Linked DNA regions of Sus scrofa: region 1 is linked to region 2. A link is a contact called in public Hi-C data. All regions are on one chromosome and are shown on one strand. The core of a region is the stretch at or near the end of the contact, and the rest is flanking DNA. Distances in the headings are between cores, read along the strand shown. Region 1 has its middle 300 kb from the start of DAB2. Region 2 holds the start of C9 (complement C9).

Evidence for each region. A called contact is a pair of places that touch in the nucleus more often than the background predicts.
Region 1: a contact with region 2 is called in a Hi-C map of liver, with 2.1 times the contacts expected there. The contact joins the enhancer-like site here to the promoter of C9 in region 2. A contact is called at or near these places in 1 of 5 promoter capture datasets (liver) and 1 of 47 Hi-C or Micro-C datasets (liver).

The regions. Positions count from the first base shown.
Region 1 is chr16:25,077,083-25,082,358 of Sscrofa11.1, forward strand. No RefSeq gene overlaps it. Among named protein-coding and RNA genes, the nearest start is that of DAB2, 300 kb to the left of the region's middle. Within about 2 kb of position 1,594, at least 2 of the 83 cell types and tissues checked have an H3K27ac peak or open chromatin away from gene starts, as enhancers often do. A contact at or near this core is called in liver, where this site is marked.
Region 2 is chr16:24,572,606-24,577,513 of Sscrofa11.1, forward strand. It overlaps C9 (complement C9), which reads right to left and starts at 3,334. Exons shown (of 12, transcript NM_001097448.1): 1 at 3,171-3,334. The coding sequence starts at 3,247.

The DNA.
Region 1 (5,276 bases), core at 344-2,843, 500 kb after region 2:
TTGCAGAAAAAGTACTTAATGCAGAAAGAGTAAATATACTCTATAATAAAATACTTTGCTGTCATCCTTTTTCTTAAATCCTCAGCTCAGATGGCTTGGCAAATGTGGTTTCAGATCACAATTTTTTTTAAAGTCAGATTTGAACCCATGGGAACTGAATCAGCAGAGTTATAAACCTTTTCAAAATGGGTTTTTAAATAAAATTTTTGACAGAATTTTGCTTATGGTCATATAACCAGATGTCCTTGCAACTGGCTCTCAGACATTCTTCTACCTCATAAACAATCTCTAGTTCTTGTCACAGAGACTTTTTTCTCAATTATTTTTGCTGATGTTTTCTTTCCCAAAGGATTATTGAAAGAATTTTAGCAAACCCTCTTAAGCAGTATTTGGAGGCAGGCAATTTTCACTAGCTTCATTATGAACAAGAGATATAAATCAACTTGATAAATACTCTCTTGGGCAAAGATGAGGGCCAATGGAAGGGTTAACACATATTGAATCTATAATGAAAAGAAGGGTTTTATAGGACAGAGCTGTTAATATTTTAAGATGAAAAGTACATTAACTGTCTAATGGTATCAGAAATCAGAAATGTGTCTTCATCTCTGTAACTTATTGTGTGTTTTCAAAATTGCCAGATGTGAATTTTATGCTTTCAAAAATGATTAATACTAGAGCTTTGGCTTTTTTATTAATCTGATCTGTTTTGTATATCAATGTGTTGTGTAAGTATAGAGAATCTCACTGAGGATTCAGCAGCATGGAAGTTAATTAGAGGAAGCCTCAGATGGCACAGATGTTCCTATGAGAGCCTGGAAGTTTTTTCCTCTTAATATAATCATAGAACAGTGTGGATGCTCTGATCAGGAATATGGTGATAAGATTCCAGTTATAACCAGATGTTCTCATATAAGCAAAATATGGTTCACGATAAGATTGAAAACATTCAAATATTAAAAGTTATGCTTAGATGAAGTGATATAGTGATTGGAGCTGAGGGAAGTAGAAATAACTGAAGATGGAATATCAGCCACTTTCATGCTGTGTAATGATTACATGGGATTTACCACACTATTCCATTTTGGTGTAGGTGTGGAATGTTCCTTACCATGAAAGTTTTTAATATGATTTTTGGAATGTCTTTGATAACAGTAAAATGCATTTATTATATGGTAAACAAAAATACAAAGCAGAGCACAAAATGGTAAATGCAATATAAATTTGATGTAGGAAACACAGGAAAGACAAAACAGTTCAGGATATAAATAATAACTGACTTTTGAATGTGAACTGCTATGATTTTTCTCTGTATAATTAGTTCTAAATTTTATAAAGTTAATCCTAACGAGTATAAGATATAATTGAAAGCACTGAGAAATTGTTATTACTCATAAGAAAGAACTGGAAGAGAGTATCCACATGCTGACATGAAAAAGTTAATATTTAAAAAAAAAATACAAAGCAGAAACTTCCTTAATCATGTTACTAACATACAGGAGAGTGTAAAAGACAATCTTTGTTCAAAACAGAGCTGTAGGGATCCAGGTTTAGTTTTGTGGTTTAGCCCCTGAACCCTGGATTGATTTCAGCCATTTTTAATCTTTGTGACTTTGTTCAATTTACTTAGTCCAAGCTTTCATTTCCTCACAACTGTAAACATACAATAGTACAATTACGCAATCGTCCAAACAAAAATAGAACATACCTCACTGGGTTTTAGAAAGAGAAATGAGATAACCTGGCAAAACATTTATTCCAATATATCTCAAAAAGGTTATCAAATAGTCGTAAGCATGGCTCTGACAGTGGTCCTCTGGTATTTCATTCATATAAAGTCTTTGTATTTTACATTCTTCTGATGTAAAGTTATTCAGTTTAATGTTTGCAAAGATTATTCAATGTTTACAGCATTTTTATGTGGTGAAGAGGAATACTAACCATTATTTGCAATGTAATTAATGATTAATCTATTAAACTTTGCTATATAAAATAGCTTTAATGTAGAAAAATAATTTAAGATACTGGCAACATTTTAGAAAGAATCTCTGGGGGAAAATTCTCATGCAGTTAATGTGGTAGATTAAAGATGGGTGCAAATTCTTTGCTATTTGTTCCATTAAGATGTGAGTCTAATCCCTTTCTCCTTGAATCTCAACTGGCCTTAGTGTCTTGATGACCAGTGATGCTCTGGGACTTCCAGGGCTGGATTTTAAGAAGCATTGGAATTTCTACCCATGTCTCTTAGAATATTCATTCTTGGAACCCAGACATCATGTAGTGAGAAGCCTAAACCACATGGAGAGGCCACAAAAAGGTGCTCCCATCACAGTCTCGACTCTAGTTGAGCTCCTGGCCACCATCAAATTCTAGTCATGTGAGTAGCCCTCTTGGATGTCCAAACCAATGGAGCTTTCAGATGACTCTAATCTCTGCATCTATCCGATAGCAATATAAGAGATCCCATGGGAGAACTATTCAGCCTGAGCTAATAAGTCAACCCATAGAACTATAAAAGATAAGAATTTTTTTGTTCTAAGCCATGAAAATTGGGGAAGCTATGGTTCTGGCACATAGCAATAGATAACTAGGATACTTAATTAATTAAATTTTACTATATTTTAAGGGTAAAAGCAAAGATGCTATATAACAAAGAGATTTGAAAATGCAATGGCTTAAACTAAGACATGTGTTTCTTATATAACATCCACTTGTTTTAACTAATAAGACAGCTCTTCCACAGGTCATTCAGGAACAGAAGTTCCTCCTATCTCTGTTAGGCCTAGAGTGTTGTCCACAGCTCTACGATAGAACCTGGGTCACTGCACATCTGTGTTCCTGCCTGCTGGAACAGACAAGAAGTCCACAGTTAACAGAATTGATTTTAAGTTGAAGATGATCCATAAGTTGCAAACATAAATCTACTCATATGCTTTTGACCAAAATGTAATCACAGCTGCAAAGAAGACTGAAAATGTATTTTCCAGCGGGACAGCCATGTGCCAGCTTAGAATCTGAGGATTCTATTACTTAGGAAAAAAAGAAAGGAAGAAATAAGAATAGATACCAGATACTGAGGAAGGCTAGCAATTTAACACCAGTTCTCTTAAACACTTAAAAGAACAGGTAAAACATACACAAACATGAAAACTACAAAATGCATTGCTTTTTAAAACCATCAATATGGAGTTCCCATTGTGGCACAGCAGATACAAATCCAACTAGGAACCATGAGGTTGTGGGTTTGATCCCTGGCCTCGCTCAGTGGGTTAAGGATCTGGTATTGCCGTGAGCTGTGGTGTAGGTCACAGATGCGGCTCAGATCTGGTGTTGCTGTGGCTGAGGTGTAGGCCGTGGCTACAGCTCCGACTGGACCCCTAGCCTGGGAACCTCCATATGCCATAGGTGCAGCCCTAAAAATACAAAAAGACAACAATAAAATAAAATGAAATAAAACTATCAATGCTGTGGGCTTTCTCTTCATTATTTCTACTCTTATAATTTTTAGGCTGTTTATAATAATAAAAAATATGTTCTATATTATAACAATCTTGTAGGACTTCTCCGAGCCCCCAACATATACATAATTATATTGTCTTAAACCTGTTAAGAGTATATGACTTTTATATTTTCTTAAACCCTCTAAAAGTGTGACCAAGCAGCCAATTCGTGGTCACCACACAGGATCATAGTGATGCAAACCTGAGTCTGAATCACTGTGATGAGTCTGAGTCTTGCCTTTCTTTAAAAATAGGTTTTTATTTTTTTATTTTATTTTTTCCACTGTACAGCATGGGGACCAAGTTACACATACATGTATACATTTTTTCCTCCCATTGTCATGTTGTAAGTATCTAGACATAGTTTTCAATGCTACACAGTAGGATCTCACTGTAAATCCATTTGAAGAGCAATAAAGTTTGCATCCGTTAACCCCAAGCTCCCAATCCATCCCACTCCCTCCCTCTTCTCCCCCCGGGCAGCCACAAGTCCATTCTCCAAGTTCATGATTTTCTTTTCCATGGAAAGGTTTCTTTGTGCTGTATATTGGAATACAGCACATCACTTATATCTAGAATATATATCTAGAATAATCCAGATATAAGTGATATCATATGGTGTTTGTCTTTCTCTTTCTGACTTACTTCACTCAGGATGAGAGTCTCTAGTTTCATCTATGTTGCTGCAAATGGCATTATTTTGTTCTTTTTAATGGCTGAGTAGTATTCCATTGTGTGTATATACCACATCTTCCTAATCCAGTTGTCTGTCAATGGATATTTGGGTTGTTTCTGTGTCTTGGCTATTGTGAATAGTGCTGCAATGAACATGCGGGTGCATGTGTCTTTTTCAAGGAAAGTTTTGTCCAGATATATGCCCAAGAGTGTGGGACTGCTGGGTCATATGGAAGTTCTAATAGATTTCTAAGTTAGCTCCATACTGATCTCCACAGTGGTTGTACCAGCTTACATTCCCACCAACAGTGCAGGAGGGTTCCTTTTCTCCACACCCCCTCCAGCACTCGTTAGTTGTGGACTTATTAATGATGGCCATTCTGACTGGTGTGGGGTGGTATCTCATGGTAGTTTTGATTTACATTTCTCTAATAATTAGGGATGTTAAGCATTTTTTAATGTGTTTGTTGGCCATCTGTATATACAGATATACAAAAGTAGGTTTTTAAAGTTTCAAAACCCATTCCCTCGCTATTCCATATATGGCTCCAATGCACTAGCACTATGGGAAACATTTGTATGTAATAGTATTTTAACATAAATTTTTGTCGAACAGAAGGCAACGGATTTCAATAATCAAAGTGAGGTGGGAAAAAGATGGCCATTCAGATATTTCAAAAAGGATGGTCAAAGAACAAGTTAGAGACTGAGAATGCAAAAATTTTTCGGAGCCTGAGGAGAGGAAAGAGTGGTGCATTCTGTGAGGTTGAGTTCTTGTGGACAGCTCTGCTCTGAGTCCTCCCGTCTAACAGCAGAGGGGGGCTTGTGTGTTCTATCCCTTTTACCACAAGGCACGAGAGATGGCTTTCGGTGGCATATTTCAGAGAAGCTGCTGTGTGCTATTTGCAGTGAGGGGATATTGCAGCTTACCGTTAAACCTGCCAGAGAGGTTACATAGGAGCAACTGGTGGCAAGAAACTCTAGCAGCAGAAGCAACAGAGAAAGCAGTGTGTACTTCCAAAGTTTTCAAGTCAAGGATGGACAACTCTTTCCCAAGAACCAGATACAGAGCCGCATAGGTGAGGATAAACAGATCTGGAG
Region 2 (4,908 bases), core at 2,084-4,583:
TCTAAGTACTTCACCTGTAACACAAACCTCTTGAAAAGGTAGGAGTGGGGAGAGCAAGTCTTCTCAGCGTATACTGGTTATACGTTTTTGATCTTTGGACCCTGTACATATTTTGTGACTTACAAATGAAAAGGAAAAAAAAAACCTAACCATGCCTATACTTATCATACAGTTACTGCTTGTCCGTCACGTGCTAAGCACTTTGCATTTATTATCTTGGGGATTCCTCAGAGGGGGGCACATTTTTATTCCCATGTGCAGGTGCTAGGAGGAGGTTTAGAGAAGTTAAGGAATTTCCCTAGGGTCATGTAGCTGGTAGACTGTGGACCTCAAACTCAAATCCAAGCTTCCTGGTGCTGGAACCTATGTTCTGAGCTGTTTGTTCTTCTACTTGCACAGCGTTTTGTTGTTGGTGTTTGTTTTGTTTTTGTTTTAACATTTCTATTTTATCTTGAGAGACATAAGAGATGATGTCCCCCTCATGACCGGCTCTTATGGGTATGCTTATGTGTGCAAACAAATGATCACTGAAAATCCCCAGTGATTCACCAGTTGCAAGAGCTCACTGTAGTGTTGGCTTAAGATAAAATGTCTGCACGCATGTGCTCTCCCCAGAAGGCTAGCTGTCACTCCATCCCCTCCTCTCCGACACCAGAAAGCATACCAAAGTGAAAAAAATAGCAAGGTTATTATTTTAAAGCATACTTCACATTTACAGAGTTCTTACAGCATAGCAGGCACGGATGAAATACATTCCACATAAAATAATTCACAAAATATCTTATTAGGTAGGTGCTATCATTGCTATTGCTATGGGCTGAATTGTGTCTCGTCAAGTGTCTCGTCAAAAAGATATGTTGACATTCTAACCCCTGTACCTCAGAACGTGACCTTATTTGGAAGCAGGGTCTTCACAGAGGTCATCTAATGAAGATGAGGTCATTAGGATGGACCTTAATCCATGATTGATGTCCTTCAGAAAAGGGGAAATCTGGAGCCAGCCAGATATGCACAGAGAGGAGATGGTGTGAAGGTGGCCACGTGATAACAGAGGCAGAGATGGAAATGATGTGGCTGCAGCCAAGGAATGTGAAAGATTGCTGGCCACTGCCAGAAACTAGGAAGGTCCCTACCCAGAGTATCAGAGGGGGCACGGCCCTGCTGACACCTTGATTTCAGCCATGGAACCTCCAGAACTGTGAGACGATAAATTTCTGTTCTTTGAAGCCACCCAGTTTGTGGTACTAGGAAGTGACTACAATCCTTGTCTTACAGATGAAGGAACCAAGAAACAGGGAGGTTGAGTAAGAGTTCGGAGAGACTGTCCAGACTTACATGGTTGATAAGCAAGTGATGGCACCTCAGCTTGAGCTTGGAAAGTCTAGCTCCAAAGGGATGCTCCAGTTTGACCAAATTTGTATTTTATTTATTATTATTATTATTATTATTATTTGGGATGAGCCTGTGGCATGTGGAGGTTCCTGAGCCAGGAATCAAAGCTGTGCTGCAGCAGCCACCCAAGCTGTGACAAGCAGTGACAAGCTGTGACAGCACTGGATCCTTAACCTGCTGCACCACAACGGAACTCCTCATTTTTGTATTTTCAAATCTTTCGCAAATTTTAGTTCCTTGGCTGAACTTTATGTCTCATTTCATGATGGGTTTGAACACTCTGACCGCAGCTCTATATCAAAGGGCAGAGCACAGAGTGTTCTGAGCAGGGCACCCCTACCAGACTCTCAAGGGCATGACAGTGGGAGTGATTGAAGCCAAATCCAAGCCAGTGGTGCAGCTGCTCAGAGCTGGGGGGGCCAGCCGAGGGGGCTTTCTACCCCTCCCAGGGACAGCTGAGCATGGCCAGGACCCAGGGGGTCCAAATTTCAAAGCAGTGGAAGCCTTCCCCATGGCCTCTCATTTTTGATCAGCAGGAGTCACAACCCAGGAATGTGGGTTGTCGAAATTATTTTTTTAACTTAAGAAAGGGTCAGGGTGAGTACAAGAGGGCGAAAGCAACTTTCAGTAACTGGCTTCCCGAGTCCTCTTTGTACCTGATGCCCAGTAAATGCAGTACTTCCTGAATGCAGCAATACTTCTCAGATAAGGTGGCAAGAGGGAGAGCCAGGGTGAAGGAAAGCCTGGCAGAGTGCTTCAGTCAATCCCTGGTCCTGTAGTATCTCTGTGTGTCTCCTTCTGGAAGACACAGCCCAGTGAGCAAACCATGTGCCTAGCAGGGCCCGATGGCAGTTTCCACTGCAGCCAAGAGGCAGGCGAAGATGGGCTTGCGATGGACATCAGGGTCCAAAACAGAGTTTGGTGAAACCAAGCGTCAAATGACAAAGGCAAGTTGAATAGAGGTCACTGTCACATCAGACAGAGGGACGGTGTTTGGGTAGATAATTTCGCCCAGCTATTGTCACAGCCCAGAATGTTTCAGTGCTGGCACTCGTATCGGATGACACAGGTCTGTGTGTTCTCCGGCCATCCTGGGCACAGCATAGTCGGTCTGTGAGCACATGTTGTCTGGCTGGTTTATTTCTTGGATGGGCTTGGTGTGGGCTTCATGTTCCCGATTAGGATCAGAGCAAGAGGAGAGCATTTTGCTGGAAGCCCAGCCGACAGGTCTGCACCGTGGGTGATGGGGATTCTTCTCGAACGGAGGAAACCCACCCTCAACCTAAGGGCAAAGTGTGTGCCTCTGGACACAACTTGGAATGTCGAGGTGGAGAAGCAAAATGAGCCACCTTCACCTCACGTGGGGGACAAAGGAGGGTGCAGCCAATAACTAAAGAGTGTTAGGAAGGCTGAGGGAGGGAAAGTTCATTTCCTGAAACTTAAGACTCCTCAGGCCTGAGACACTGATAAACCCAGGTTTATTACACGCTCATAAGAACCGGCTTTGTTTCATATGTCCAGTATTTAAAGAATATCTCGGTCTTAACATCTGAACACCTTGTTTAAAAGAAATCCCTGGAAACAAACAGTGGCAGTTTTCCCGAGAAAGCTCTGAAAGACACACCTGGGCTTTTTCTCCCCCTTTTGCAAAGTTTAAATTCTGGGGCTAGATATCTCATTGTGGGTGGAAGTGTCCTACCTGCTTTGCTGCTAAACAGCCGACCTTGCAATACCAAAGCCCTGGGGAAATTCTAGAGGCGAAGAGAAAAGCGACTCACCTGGGTGTGGGCCCGGCGCTCAGAATGCTTATTTCTAAAATGCATACTGCAAAGGTGAACCTCCGGCGGACCCGCATCTGCTCTAGTGAGGCAACTCCAAGCGGAATGGCAGTCAGTGCCTGGAAGACATTTATCTGCCAAGGACTGGGGCACCACAATTGTTTGTCTTTGCTCAAGACTTCTGTCGAATTGGGCTTCCTGGGTGCCAAAGTCCAGTCAGAGGAGAGTCATTTCGTAATTTGGGGCCTACTGTTTGAGCCAGGAATATATTTATCAGTTGCATATTCGGGCAAGGAGCCTGTGAGGGCTAAATGGCTTAGAGGAGCAGCCATGCTGTATTGAAAAGAAAACCACAACAAACACACACATAGAAAACGCCAGGGCTCCTCATTTTGGGAGACTGTGGGAGGGATGATAAAGGACTCTGTAATTTTGGCATAAAAAGGTCTGTGGGTGATTCTCAGAGAGGCATGAACTCAAAATTAGCAGAAGAATGGCACTGGCTGGAAACAAAGACACTGGCATAGATGTTCCAATCTGGGGATGAGCCGTGTGGGTTGCTTCCACATGACCACATAAAATGCATTTACAAACCCGGCTTTTTTTCAGGTCATTTTGAAGGATTCGGCATTGCCATGAGCTGCAGCGTAGATCACAGATTCAGCTCAGATTCGGGGTTCCTGTGGTGTAGGCTGCAGCTGCAGCTCCCATTTGACCCCTAGCCCAGGAACTTCCATATGCTGCTGGTGTGGCCGTAAAAAGAAAATGAATAAATAAGTATACATTAAAAATAAACATTAAAAAAACAGGGGGCAAGAAAGGTTGATGAGAGTAGATAACTGTCATGCCAGGTAGGACCTTGGAAAAGATGCAAAAGGTAGGCAGTGTTGGAAAAATTAGCTCTATATCTATTATCTATATGTGCTAATGTTGGAAACATGCCTTTTTCTAAATTAACAAATACTTATGAGGTCCCCTTCAGTGTCAGCAGGTTTTTAAAAATAATATATCACATCTCCTGAGTTTTTTCCCATAGTGGTCATTGGAAATCTCAACCCTGGCCACACACATTCAAGTATGGGTCATTCAAGACCCAGCAAGCTTTCAAAAATGCTGAAGCAGGTCTGGGCCCAGATCAATTATTAGTACCAAACTGGGAGTAGCCAGACATCAACGTTTTTTCACAAGCCCCTAAGTCATTCAGTTGTGCAACCATAGAGTGAGGTCAGGGATCGAACCTGCATCCTCAAGGACACTATGTGGTGTTCTTAACCCACTGAGCAACAATGGGAACTCCATCCCCCTTTTTTTTCAATGCAGAGCTAGTGCTCTCTAACGGGACTAATCTCACCAGTTCCTGAGTTTGCTGTGTAGACAATTTATATGGTCGGCACGTAGGCCGTGCAGAATTGCCAGGTAATAAAGTGGTTGGAATGTGTGTGGTCTATGGCCATATCACCCTGAAAGTGCCTGAGCTCATCTGGGATGTGCGTGGTGACCCCTGTAACTACAGTGGATGAATAAATCTATGCCCAAAGGACACTGCTTGGGAATCTTTGCTAATGGCCAGAGGGCTGTATCCAGATGTAGTACAAATCTGTCAGATACAGGGGAACAATTCTAAGGACTCTTACACGGGCTCTCTGAACCCTGCCAGGATCTATATGGAAGCAGGCAGGGAAGAACGATGTTTTATGCTAATCAGACAATGTTAATTGATTAGACTTTGTGATAACTG